Regions from separate parts of the Zea mays genome. Here region 1 is linked to region 2. The links are chromatin contacts, called in public Hi-C maps. All regions are on one chromosome and are shown on one strand. Each heading gives the region's core, a stretch centred on a gene start, on an enhancer-like site or on the middle of the called end of the contact. The rest is flanking DNA. Distances are from core to core; before and after follow the strand shown.

The links. A called contact is a pair of places that touch in the nucleus more often than the background predicts.
Region 1: a Hi-C map of ear shows a contact between it and region 2, with 2.1 times the contacts expected there. The contact joins the promoter of LOC103653153 here to the promoter of LOC103653150 in region 2. A contact is called at or near these places in 3 of 25 Hi-C or Micro-C datasets (ear, leaf and leaf mesophyll).

The regions. Positions count from the first base shown.
Region 1 is chr4:41,577,986-41,584,546 of Zm-B73-REFERENCE-NAM-5.0, reverse strand. LOC103653153 (serine/threonine-protein kinase-like protein CCR4) reads left to right here and starts at 4,825. Exons shown (of 1, transcript XM_008680115.3): 1 at 4,825-6,561. The coding sequence starts at 5,733. It overlaps LOC100192704 (DNA-binding bromodomain-containing protein), which reads left to right. Exons shown (of 8, transcript NM_001317179.1): 4 at 371-608; 5 at 1,052-1,130; 6 at 2,511-2,652; 7 at 3,265-3,573; 8 at 4,127-4,683. The coding sequence ends at 4,339.
Region 2 is chr4:41,298,531-41,304,927 of Zm-B73-REFERENCE-NAM-5.0, reverse strand. LOC103653150 (U-box domain-containing protein 4) reads left to right here and starts at 1,388. Exons shown (of 5, transcript XM_008680112.4): 1 at 1,388-1,649; 2 at 2,376-2,650; 3 at 4,553-4,666. The coding sequence starts at 2,381.

The sequences.
Region 1 (6,561 bases), core at 3,576-6,075, 280 kb before region 2:
TAGAGTCTAGACTTCTATCATGGGAATGCTTATCTAACTAGGATGAAAGCTTCACCTTTTCTTATGACACTGGGAGCAAAACCCTATCAGGGTACATTAACTTTCTCAGGTGCATATTGTGATATATGGAACATAGATAAGAGGGTAAGGAAAGATATTGCAAAGTTGAAACCTCAAACGTGGATAAGTTCAGCTGGCAGCTGCAGTTTTTATTTTCCTTTTGTTTCTTGGATTTTTCTATCTATGTCTCCTAGCCTTTGTCTTAACCCAAGTACCTAGCTATATAAGTATATGTTGATGAATATATATCTTTTGCTTATTCTTTCACGTCACCTGTTTCCCAACTCATAACACATATCGAACTTTGTAGGATTATTTTGATGTTATTGAGACTCCTATGGATTTTGGCACAATATGTCAAAACTTGGAACGTGGTGACAAGTATATGAATTCAGAGGATGTATATAAGGATGTACAGTTCATATGGGATAACTGTACCAAGTACAATAGTAAAGGTGATTACATAATTGAGCTTATGAAACGGGTCAAGAAGGGCTTCATGAAATATTGGTTGGCCGCTGGCTTGTATTCTGATGTGCTAGACAGTGGTATGTATTGGATATCTGCAGTTATCGTCATTTGTCCTTAATTTACTTCTGTTAAATGTTTGATTTGATTTGATTCTTGTCAACTGCTACTATTTGTAATTTCAAGTAGCATGCAAATGAATTTTAAATATATGTCATCAATGTCTATTTTATCATCGATTCATTTGTCAGACATTTATGATTTATTTTAAAATATAATTCAGTGAGCAGTGAGGAAAACAAGCTTATTGCGTCATGTACATCTGATGTACATGTACCCAGAATTTTTTAGAACTTTTGGATTATAACAATGAACTAAATATGCGATCATTGCACCCTCCTTAAGCATTTCGTTGCAATGGAAAACTATTCTTACACATAACTGTCATCCATTTCGACCCATCTGGAATTTCCCTTTCCCTTTACGTGTGCTCCCATATATGATTTACCCAGATATTATGTAGGCGGCAATGACAACCCTGGCGATGAGGATGCGAAAGGCCACTCAAAAAGCAAGGTTAAGAACAAAAGGCGACGCCCAGGGTATGCCATTAACCTATCCCGGCAGCTGCATGCAAGTTCTTAATCTATTCTAGAGGCTAAACTATCATGAAGCGAAGCTGATGTGTCGTGCAACTTCAGCACAAATGTAGATGGGATGAAAACGATCGGAAACGGTCGGAAACGATATCGTCTATACGAAAACGGTTGCCGGTCGGTCGGAAATTTACCCGATTTCATAATTAATCTACTTGTTGGCGACTACAATATGATGTTGATAGATATTTGAAATTCAAATTTTAAAAACGGTAATTTTCGGAAACAACATTGTCTTTACGGAAACGATACGATTACGAGGCCCCGGTTATGGGATTTTCGGAAACGGTTTTCATCCCTCATGTGACAATTATGATGTATTGTGGTACTGGCAAATAGAGGTTGGAAATAAAGGAAAATATTCGAGTTCGACGTGGAAAAAAGATGACCACACCCACCCCATCAGAGCACATGCTAGGCATTCTGCAACGTTAAACACTTCATTAGGTTATGACTTGACCCTTTTAGTCTTATGCCAAATGCTGGTATGGGATTTTCAATTTCGGTTTGGGATGCTTATGGATGATATTTACTTATACAATCTCGGTTTCTGGTGGTGTGTTCTGCACCACCATCCCATCACATGAAACCGACGTCAACAGGCAACAGTGCCCTCACTTGCATATTGGCTAGTTATTTAGTTAAGAATAAGTGGAAAACTGGAATATTCAAAGATCATAAGAGAAATCATGCATCTCTTCTGAAATCGTCCACCTCTTCAGGTTCAGGGTCTTTCAGTGCTGTTCCATTTCCATGTCTGATATTGTATCAATTAAACGTGTTACATAGCTAGTCTATTGTCTCTGAAAAGAGTATTGATTTAGACCTTCACTACTCAACACTAAGATCATGTATATTTATTCCTCTTAGAAACACTCAGACTGAGTCACTGAGCTCACCAGTGGACAATCACCTATGACCTATCGTACTGTGTGTTTTAAAGCCCACAATCTACAGCGTCAGAACAGTGTTTTGCACGCCAACTTATTCGTGCTGGTGACCTCAGTCTCAGGGGCAGAGCTTGGTTAAGGCCAAAGTGGGCTATTGCCTCCCCTGCCAATGCAATTTTCCACTAGTTAAACAGTGAAATCGATACTGTTCATTGTTGTTTAATTTAGAGTTCTATGAACTGCTCCCCTTTATTTCTATGGTCAAGCTCCGCCACTGGAAACACTGAATTTTTCCGATGATGGTTCCTTTGAAAGTTGGAATGGACCTGTAATGCTTTAGAAGATGTTTATTGTTTTTTTCTTTTCTTTAGGAGAATTAGTAGGAGGGCCATATTGACTATATTGTTTAGCGTTCTTACATGATGTTTGACTGCAGGAACGATCGCCATAAAAGTGACTGCATATGTGCTGTTTGTCAAGTTACAAGGCGTAAGAAAGAAAGGGATGAAATAGTGGCTGTTATAGATAATGAAACTGCTGCAATGGATAGTAACCCTTCTGAGCAGCATGACATGGAGGTTAGCTTGAACATCTACATCATTTTATTTCTGTTGTTATGCTTTTTGGTCAAGGGGTCTTCCCAAATGCGCTTTAATTTTATTTCTCCATGTTTCTGTTGCCATTTTGGTGTTCTGGAAGACTCATATGACACTTCTTTCAATTGAACAACCATGCCTCTGTTATCTGCAACTCTTTGTCGTTAACATCAAAGTAGTATACTCATATTACAATGTCTCCGTTTGAATAATGGCACTCTTGTTTCTGCAATTTTCTGTTTCTGGAAAACTCGACCAACCTAGGAGGAACTAGGTGTCTTTTTAATTAAGAAGAAATAGGCACCCAAATTCTCCAATTTTCTATTTCTATCTTTCTGAAATCTGAACATCAAAGTAATGCTTAGTTGCTTACATATCAAGATGATGTTGGGTATATATTACATCTGCTTGAATCATTCCAAGTATCAATTTTGGCTTTTCTCACTGTATACTTAGTCATGGCACAATCAATGTTTTTTTTACTCTCTATACTACATGTTGTGATGTTCTTATTCTCCGAGCGTAAAGGACTAGAGGTGTTTTCAAGCACGCAGGTTGTATTCACCTTGAACTAATATATGTTTTGCTTGTCAGGGAAACTCTGGTGCTAATAATATTGGTAATCATGACACTTGCTCTAGCCAGGAGCAGCCGTCACAAACTTATGTGTACAAAGAGGCATCAGAAGCAAACGATTCTGAGATTCAGATGGAAGATGTTGGAAAGTTGTCCGTTGATCAGACATCTAGTTTGGTGCTTCTTGACTATGAAGACGAGGGTTCCAGACAATATTTGGTGGAAAAAGGACAGACTGAGTATAGAGATATGAACAGTAACGAAGAGCACACCCCCACTGGCATTCAGCCTAACGAGTACTCTGATGTTGAGCATCACCAGCAAAAGGTAACTATAGCCAGACTTTCAGGACAGCCTCAGAATTTTGTTTCCATGTGTATGTTGCCATTCTTAGGGCTTGTTCGGTTATTCCCAATACACATGGATTGGATGGGATTGGAAAAAATTGTGAAGAAGTTTGAGCTGTTTGGGATTCAAACCCATCCAATCCCGCTCAATCCATATGGATTGAGAGCTAACCGAACAAGCCCTTACTTGATAATATGCTAGGATTAGTACAGGAAAAAAAAGGTTCTATATAAGCTATATTGCTTAGTGGTTGGGATCTTTTGATTCACAGTTTGACTTCATTCCTCATCTTGTCCTATGTCTGCTCGAGTGTCACCTGGGCAATCTGGTTTTGGTCCCACTGACATGCCCTGTTGTCGGTACACCTGTTAGTGGCTTACTGTCTCTGTGCTGTTTCTCTTTGTTATGACCCGCACATCTTATGTAGTAGTGCCAGAGGCAACAACTACAGTGGGCACAAAGTCATTGTTGCATGCCGGCTATGAATCTATGGAAAAAGGTAAAGCTCAGCTTTTGTGTCGTGTCATCACAGGGGCAGACAGAGACCACCAGCCAAGAGATTGAAATGGAGGACTATCCTATTCAGCAGGAGAACCCTTTATTCCTGCAACTCCGTGCGAGCCTCTTCCCCAGCAACTGGAGCAGCACTTTCAGGGGGCGACATTCCCTGTTCCGTCCGCGACGCCGAGCCCCGGTGAAGGCGAGCCCTCTGCATGTAGCCATGGCGGCAATAATGAAGCGGTAGGTATTTCTGGGAGCCTGGTTTTTCTGTGAAGTGAAGCTCCAGGTAGGTAGCGGCGCTGACTTTGGCAAAAGCTGTACCCCTCAAGACATGGAAGCAGGTTGGAATGCTGAGGCTGATTAGTAGTTTATACATACATGTGGGTGCGAGATTAGTTTGAGGCGTGCTCCCATCTCTGTAGGCGGCATATGGATTCAGAATTCTGTTTGATTTTTATTTTATTTTATTTTATGTGGGGGGTAATTGTGATAGCCACATGTTGGTCCATTTGCTTGCCGCCCTGGAATAGGGCTCTTGGTCTGACGAAACACCCTCCCATATAATTTGATGATCTGAAGGGTTTGTTTATTGTCTGGGCAAATTCTTCTCCCCAACTGCCCACCTGACCAGAGAGAGGAAAAAGAAAAGAGATGCTCTTCGCCCCAACAGAAGATCAGACTGGGATACATACATGATTGATGATTCGGACTTGAATATTTGCTCTGACATTCTGGAATCAGTTGTGCTGTAGACCTGTCACCTACCTCTGTGAGGAGGTTCCTTGAGACTAGTAGTGCATTATACTATGATGGTATGAATGGCGGTATGCATGTGCCGCACAGTGAAGAGGAAATCTGCGGCATCGCCATTCTTGAAGGGTGTTTTAAGCATCCCGGGCAATCTAATCTTTGCTGAATGACTTTTGGCAGTACAAGGTGGTTCCCTTCTTGAGTAAGTGAGCTGTAAACCTAACCAACCTCGAGTCGAGTGTACTGCAGGCAAGTAGCAGGAGTACGAAAGCTGCAAAACCTTTCTAACCCAAAAGACCATGCATGTGTGTGGATGTGTCTAACAAGTCCTTCCCCTAGGTTTCCTTGGTCGGTTGATGACACGAGAATGAGTGGATGGAAGAAGAGTACAATCGTAGAAAGAATGGGAGGGATGAAATCCGTGTTGATCCAGAAACTGACTGGCTGCTGGCAGACAAAAATCGAGAGCATCAGCAGGGATCTCTTCTCCATTGACACTTGAATCTGAAATGGACCAAGTCAAGTCTACCAAACCAACCCCTCATCTCTGGAGCCTGTGGAGCAGCAGCTTCTTGCTTGTTTTTTTATATATTATTGTAACTAAAGAAAGAAAGAACGAAGGGGGGGGGGGGGGGGGGGGGGGGGAAGAGAGAAATATATTTGTTTTTTTTAAAAGAAAACTCCACGCAAACGCGTTTCTTTCCCTCCATGGGCGCGCGCTCACCTACTAGAAACAAACAAAAAGCGAAAATCCAAGCGAAGCCAAGGCACCCACTCGATTGTCGATTCCCGATCTCTCCTCCCCTCGCGTACCGTAGCAGTCCAGCGCGGCAGGGCCGGGGCAAGCAACGGCAACCTCGCGCGCTCATGTCGTCTCCTCCCTCCGGATGCCAATGTCTAGCCATGCCCACGCCGGCCACCGCCGTCTTTTCCTCCTGACGAGCACGAGCACGAGTCTTGCTTTCGTCGCCGCCGTCCTCCTCCTGATCGTCGACGCGTGCGCGGCGTCGCGGCAGTTCTCCACGGTCGCCATCTCCCACGCGCCCAACGCCACGCTCGTCTGCGCGCTCGTCACCAGCGCCGATGACGCGGGAGCGGGGCCACCAGGCTCTTCCAAGCTGCGCTGCACCTCGCTCCCCGACGGCCAGCAGTTCGTCTACCCCTCCGCTGACATCCCCTACAACGCCATCGCCGCCGGGACCGACTTCCTGTGCGGCCTCATGGCGCCGCTCGGCGGCCACGCCGCCATGCGCTGGTGGTCCTTCTCCGAGGAGTTCGCGGCCAACCGCTCCCGCCCCGTCGGCCGCCGCCTCTACTGGGGCCCCTCGCTTCGCTCGCTCAGCGCCGGCGGCTCCCACGCCTGCGGCCTCTCCGACGACCACGGCCCCAGCTGCTGGGAGTGGCCGCGCCTCGCCCTCCCGAAAGGCCTCGACTTCTCCCGCATCGCGCTGGGCCACGACTTCCTCTGCGGCATCGACAAGCTCGATAACACCAGCATGAGCTGCTTCGGCGCCATGACCGCGCCGTCGCTGGCTCCCGCCCCCGCGGCCTTCGCGACCATCGCCGCCGGCCACCGCCACGCCTGCGCCGTCGACGCAGAGGGTGGATTCGGCTGCTGGGGCGACGACGACGGCGACGTCCCCAACGTGCCGGCACACGAGCTGCCGGCCGACATGCTGGCCATGGCACTCGGCAACGGCTCCACCTGCATCCTCT
Region 2 (6,397 bases), core at 139-2,638:
TAGAAATCGATTTTCCAAATGGTTCTGCAGATGGTGATCTAGACAGTAAGTTTAAGAAATAAATCGTTTGATCCAGGCAGCTAATTAACTGTTAGTTACTGGTTGGGCTGTTAGCTACACATTTAGATTGATTCCTAAACAAGAATAAAGTTGGAAAATAAGAATAAGAAAACAAGAATATATATTCTACAAGGAACCCTTAACTTTCTCCTCTGGGCTGAAAAGCTGCATGCAGACAAGTTCATGTGCATGTCATTTTGTGCTAGCGAAGTAGCAATAGCATGCAGCAACAACTCTCTTTGTCTCTGTCGATCTGCCGGATAGAAAGCATGAACGGACAAACAGGCTATGCTGTGCACATCCTACATAATTAAGAATCTTCCTCTGTCCCATAACATCTTCACGTGAGAGCACCCCTGTTCACCAGCCAATCTTAGGATATTGGTTTCTCTGCCAAATGAAGGCAATCAACTAATCAAGCATGTTCATGGCAATCTCTCTGAACTGATAGAGGAACATGAATAAACACATGGTATAGGCATGCTCATGTGTGCCTTTCAAAAGGAGCCTACTTTGTACCCCCATAATTATATAGAATTTGCCATGTGCAAGAACATGGAATATTCTGCTGTTTGCATCCATATCTAGCTTACCCGTACTTCTGCATCATCGACACAACAACTAATGGCGATCCAAGGTTTAGAGACAAACCATGAAGCATACAAAAACATTTGGTAATGCCAGCCAGACTTGAAGCGAAACAATGATGGTTATGTTATATCCACAGAAATTAGTGTCTGATCGAGCCAATACAGTATGGAGGAGAAAGAGGAGAAAAAAAAGATGGTTTCATTCTTTTTTTTACTTATCATGTTTTAATTTAAAAATGAATTAGTGAGCAATAAATATTCGAAAATGAAGGTATTACTAAAAAAAATGGAAGGTGAAAGAAAAGCCACTGACGACTCCAATCTAGTAGGGTATAATAATAGTTCTAGTTTCCCCGTTGGTATGTACCAAAGTATTAGGACTTAGGAGCAAACTTCCTCACCAAGAGCTGAAGAGGCAGTAGACAGAGGTGGGCTTGAAGTTGTACAAGCACCGTTTACATTATTATTATTATTATTATTATTATTATTATTATTATTATTATTATTATTATTATTATTATTATTATTATTATTATTATTATTATTATTTTGCAAATAATAAAAATTAAAAGTATATTATTTAAAGTATATTACATGCTTAAATGATATACCATTAAAAATTAATAGTAATTTTTAATGAAATGACAGAGAGAGTATTAAAAATACATTATATTACTATATAATATGACACAATTATCGAGTATAGCTCCAGGTTGACTCGAGGGGACGATCAGCATCAGCACTAAAGTGACTTGTCAACGAAAAATAGAAGGAAAAAAAAGCGACGAGTCCTCCTCTGTCCATTCTCTCTCTTCTCTTCCTTCGTCGTCTCGTCGTCGGCTTCTCGCATCCGCCTCCGCCTCCGCCTCCGCCTCCGCTCCCCGCTGCGCGTCACCGGAGGAGAGGAGAGAAAGTGAGAGAGGGGATCCCTCCGACCCGATCCACCGACATAACCTCCGCCCCCTGGATCTCCTCCGTCCCCGCGCGACGCCAGGACAGGTCAGTCTCCACCTTCCCTCCTCTTCCCGCTTCCCCTCTATCCTGCCTGCCCGGTAGGGGCCTAGGGTTACTATTTTTCGCCGTCACCCGCGCAGCGCGGATCATCACCTCCCTTGCTTTTGCTTCCTCCCGCTCGCTCATTCCGGTCCATCCTAGCCTCCTAGGGTTCCCCCGACTCCCCAACTCCATTCAGGCGCAGCATTTGTCCCACTCCCTGCGTCCAGATAGATTGCTTCCTGGCTCCATGGGTTGCCTCCATCCCTGAAATGGCATGTCCTTACCGAGGAAGGTAGGAGTTCTCATTTCTCAAGACCCTTCTCTGTTCTCTCTAAGCCTCTTGTTTACAGTCTTATTATCTCCGGTGATCATGCATTCAAATCCTAGGCTAATTACGGTGCTATTCCACGTTCGGCCCCTGGCTGCCATTCCAGCAAAGTCAGCAACACCACTGCTGACTGTTGCCTCCTGCGATTGCGATATTGCCCTGCTCCAGCTTGCTACTGCCACATGTTCAACGTGAAATACCTTTTACATCCGCTGCTTGATTGCTGTCGGTTACCTACTTCCCGCCTTTTTGCGCTGCCGACATACAGGGGAACCGTAACGGCAATTCGACCTTTAGGACGTGCTGGTGAATCAGAAAGACCTAACTGGGTTTCAGACAACACATATGTTTGTCTTCCATTTTCGGTAGCTGTGAGTTCACATGTATGGGTTCTTGAACAGGGTTGATGGATAATCTCTCTCCAGCCACTCTGCTCAACAGTATCTCCTGTCTTGGCGCCCTAACATCTGATGTCTCTACTGCGAGACCCAAGCCTATTCACAAGTATTGCAAAAATGTATATGATATCTCAAGCATCGTGACCCCCCTTCTTGAAGATCTTTGCAAGTCTCCCGAAGAGCAACTCGATGAGGTCTTAAGAGACCTTGACACCGCTGTCAATGAAGCTTCAGGCCTTATTGGAAACTGGCACCAGACAACCAGCAAAATGTATTTCGTAAGTGCATAGGACTATACAAGTCAAGATACTCACTTCTCACTTCTTCATTCCACTTTCCATATATTATATGTCTTAGACAGTTAGACTTATGCTACCCAAGGAAAACCAGTCTGTTGTTTTTATCAGCAGTGCATCTTTTCCAGTTATTACTAGGAAGCTGATTCTCTTTTGATTCTTTTATGATAAAATTCTGTAATCTGTATAATACATGCATCCACTAGATACAAATGTTTTGCATTTACGATTTATTGGTTAGTAAAACTATTTAACCCTATTATACTCCCTGTCTCTTTTTTTCTTGTTGACTAGCATTTACACTAACAAGATAAGGCATTAGGCTGACGCTATCATCTTAAATTCTTAATGAGTTGAACTTTCGGTCCATTGTAACTTCTTAGCTCTTGTCAGCATAGATACTTATAGTAATTGAAGCATTTTGAAGAGTCATATATTCAACTTTCAGGCTAACATTAATTATGGTTCGTCACGTATTGCGTTAATTAAAGTTATCATTCTTCTGTACAATAACCTTTGAAGTGTGCTGGGCATTGACCTTGTTTTTTTTGGTAAACAGCTAACATGTAGACTTGCTTGAATAAGTTTATACCAACTAGTAATATGGTTTATCTAGTTAGCATACATGTTCAATGGAACAACAACAACAAAGCCTTTTAGTCCCAAGCAAGTTGAGGTAGGATAGAGTTAAAAACTCAACATAACCCATAAGTCAAGGTTAGTGATGGCAATGTGTCGGGTTTGGGTCGGGTGGAGCAAAAATCCATCCGCGATCGCACCCGTGAAGTCTAACTAAACCCGCCCACTCTCACACCTGCGGATGCAATTCCAAACCTGCACCCGAACCCGTCAGATTTTGGGTGGGTGTCGGGTCACCCACGAGTTTTTACTCAGTGTGCACTTTTAAATAATAATTCAGCTATAAGCAATTAAGTACCAACAATAATTGAGTTGTATCTATAGATTTTAAGCCTTCTCATATTGAGCAGCAACAAAACATTTCATGAATTATTAGTCAAGTTACTTATTCAAAAATCAAAATAATTATCGGTGTATCTTAATCACTTTTGCACAAAATAAAGAATAAACTAAATTTCGGATCGGGCGCGGTCACCCGCGGGTTGAAATAGAAACCAACACCCACACCTGCAAAACTTCAGGTTGCACTTGCGGGTCAAAATCTTCACCCGCACCCGTCGGGTTTGCGGGTTAAATTGTCATCCCTGATCAAGGTTCGGGCACATATATAGATAGCTGTTCTCCATGCACTCATATTCAAGGCCAAATCTTTGGGTATATCCCATCTTTTCAAGTCTCCTTGGTCTGTCCCTTCCCACGTGAAATTTGGTCCTTCCTCTTCCTCTCTTTCCATACTTGTTCAATGGAAGCAACATGTAAATGCATAGCATATAGTATATACAGAAAGAAATTGGCGAAGCCATGATAAGGTTGTAAGCACAAAGCTTTCATGTACAAGGGAACTTGCATGAGTTGGTAGTGGTTCAGTTTTCACGTACATTGAACAGTATACTTTTCGACATCATAAGGTTATGAGCATAAAGCACCCATGCAGAAGGGAACTTGGTAGTGGTTCAGTTTTCACGTACGTGGAACAGTATACTTGTCCTTTTTACTGGATATTCCTTGAATCCTTGATGTTTACGCCCTTTCTGTTTGTGTTGGTGTAGATGTAATCTGATTTTTAAATGGTTTCATCTTCATGGATCCCCCCCCCCCCCCCCCCCCCCCCGAAACTTGACATGTTACTTCCTTTGTATATTGCAAACTTTAGCTATTTAGCTAACACCACTTGATGAGTGCCATAAATATTGAAATCTATTTCCTGCATTTCTGATTCGGTAATGTTCTTATTACCTTAAACAGGGTTGGCGAATTGAATCAGTAATATCAGATATTCAGGGATGTTCCCTTCAGTTGTGCCAGCTGGTTAATTCGCTATTACCTTCTCTGACTGCTCGTGCCTGCATGTGTATTGAGGTAATTAAAAGTGATTCTTTTCTTTTATTACTAGAAGGATACCCTGGCTGCGGGACATCCTTAGAAATAAAGCTGTTGCATTTATGAGTTGAAACTACATGTTCTTGCATCAGTTCTGGTAAAATAATTGGGCAAGGTAATGAAAGAACCCAATAAAAAAAGATTGTTAAACCGAATTATAAGATGATGGAACAGCAAAACAAATAGCATTATATGGATGTCTTGCACCTTCTGGCTGCGGCACTTCCTTAGAAATAAAGCTGTTGCGTTTATGATTTGAACCTACGTGTTCTTGCATTGGTTCTGGTAAAAAAATGGGCAAGGTAATGAAAGAACCCAATAAAAAACTAATAGAATATATTAAACGAATTATAAGATGATGGAACAGCAAAACAAATAGCATTATATGGATGTCTTGCATTTTTTATATATTGAAAGTAGTAATTGCAGTTAGTGGGGATGGCTTCAATAGCTTGCATGTAGAGATTGAGAGTTAGTCGGTGGTGATGTGGCATCTAGTGAGGATGACGTGCATGTTGAGATTGGAAGCTATTGGAGGGATGATTTGGCAATTGGCATTAGTGGGGGGATGATCTGGATAGTTTGCAGTTGGGTTTGAAAGCTAGTGGTGCTAAGATATAGATATAGATTTTTGTTTGTGACCCTAATTTTTCTATAACATTCTATCGGAAACTGGAACACAATACCTATTGCATTGAGGAAAGTTATATATATAGACTCAGGGGAAACCCTAACCCTAATGGCCCGGCAACCCAACAGTGGTGCCGACCCACACACACAGTCTAACATCCCCCCGCATTCGCAACGGGGGCACCGCACACGATGAGACTGGAGTAGAAGCCGACGGGTTGAAATTCCTCTGCAGTCGCAACGTCGTGAGGGTGCGAATGTTGCGGTTGGAGTAGAGACCGGTGTAGACTCCGAGAAGACGATAGCCCCTGGATGCCGAGGTAGCCGAAGACCGAAGTCAAGGTAGCCGTGGTCGGGGGACATGCAACAGTAGCCTGTTCCTCGTGAGGGGTCGACGTTCGAGCGTGAACGGTCGGCAGGGCAACACAACAAAAGAGCACCAACGGCTTCCATCGTCCGAACGTCGAGGAGACCCGCCAGGGAGGCTGACGGCAGCGCACACGTCTGCGCCGGTTGGGGTGGCCGCACCCGTGGCAGAGTAGAAGGGGTAACGGCGGATCCGGCCCGGAAGGCCATGACAGCGGCGGATCTAGCCATGAAGACGACGATCTGGCCGAAGGGACGACAGATCTAGCCGGGAAGGTCGCAACAACGGTGAATCCGACTGGGAAGGCCGCTGCAGCGAGTCAGCGACAGATCCAACGAAGGCGACGATGAAGGGGGAGAGCGACGGGGCGGTTCCAGCTGGGAAGGTCCTGTGCCGGGCCAGGCAGGGGGTTGACGCCGACGACTGGGGAAGCGCGAAGGGAGAGGCGCTGCTTGGCTGCTAGGGCGTCAGTGCAGTTAGTTAGGAGGTGGCTAGCGCGATGACGAGAGGCTGCACGGGCGGAGCCGCGGAGATGTCGGCGCTGGGGAGAGACGCGCAGGGCAGCCAAGAGGCGGGGGGGGGGGGGGGGGCTGAGGCGGTTGCGCCTGCGGCCAGGGAGGGGCGGCGTCGGCCGCACAATGGAGCAGGGCCAGCGGCGGATCTAAGCCGCCGCTGGGTTCCCTAGCGGGGAGACTGCGCCGGGAAGAGGCCAG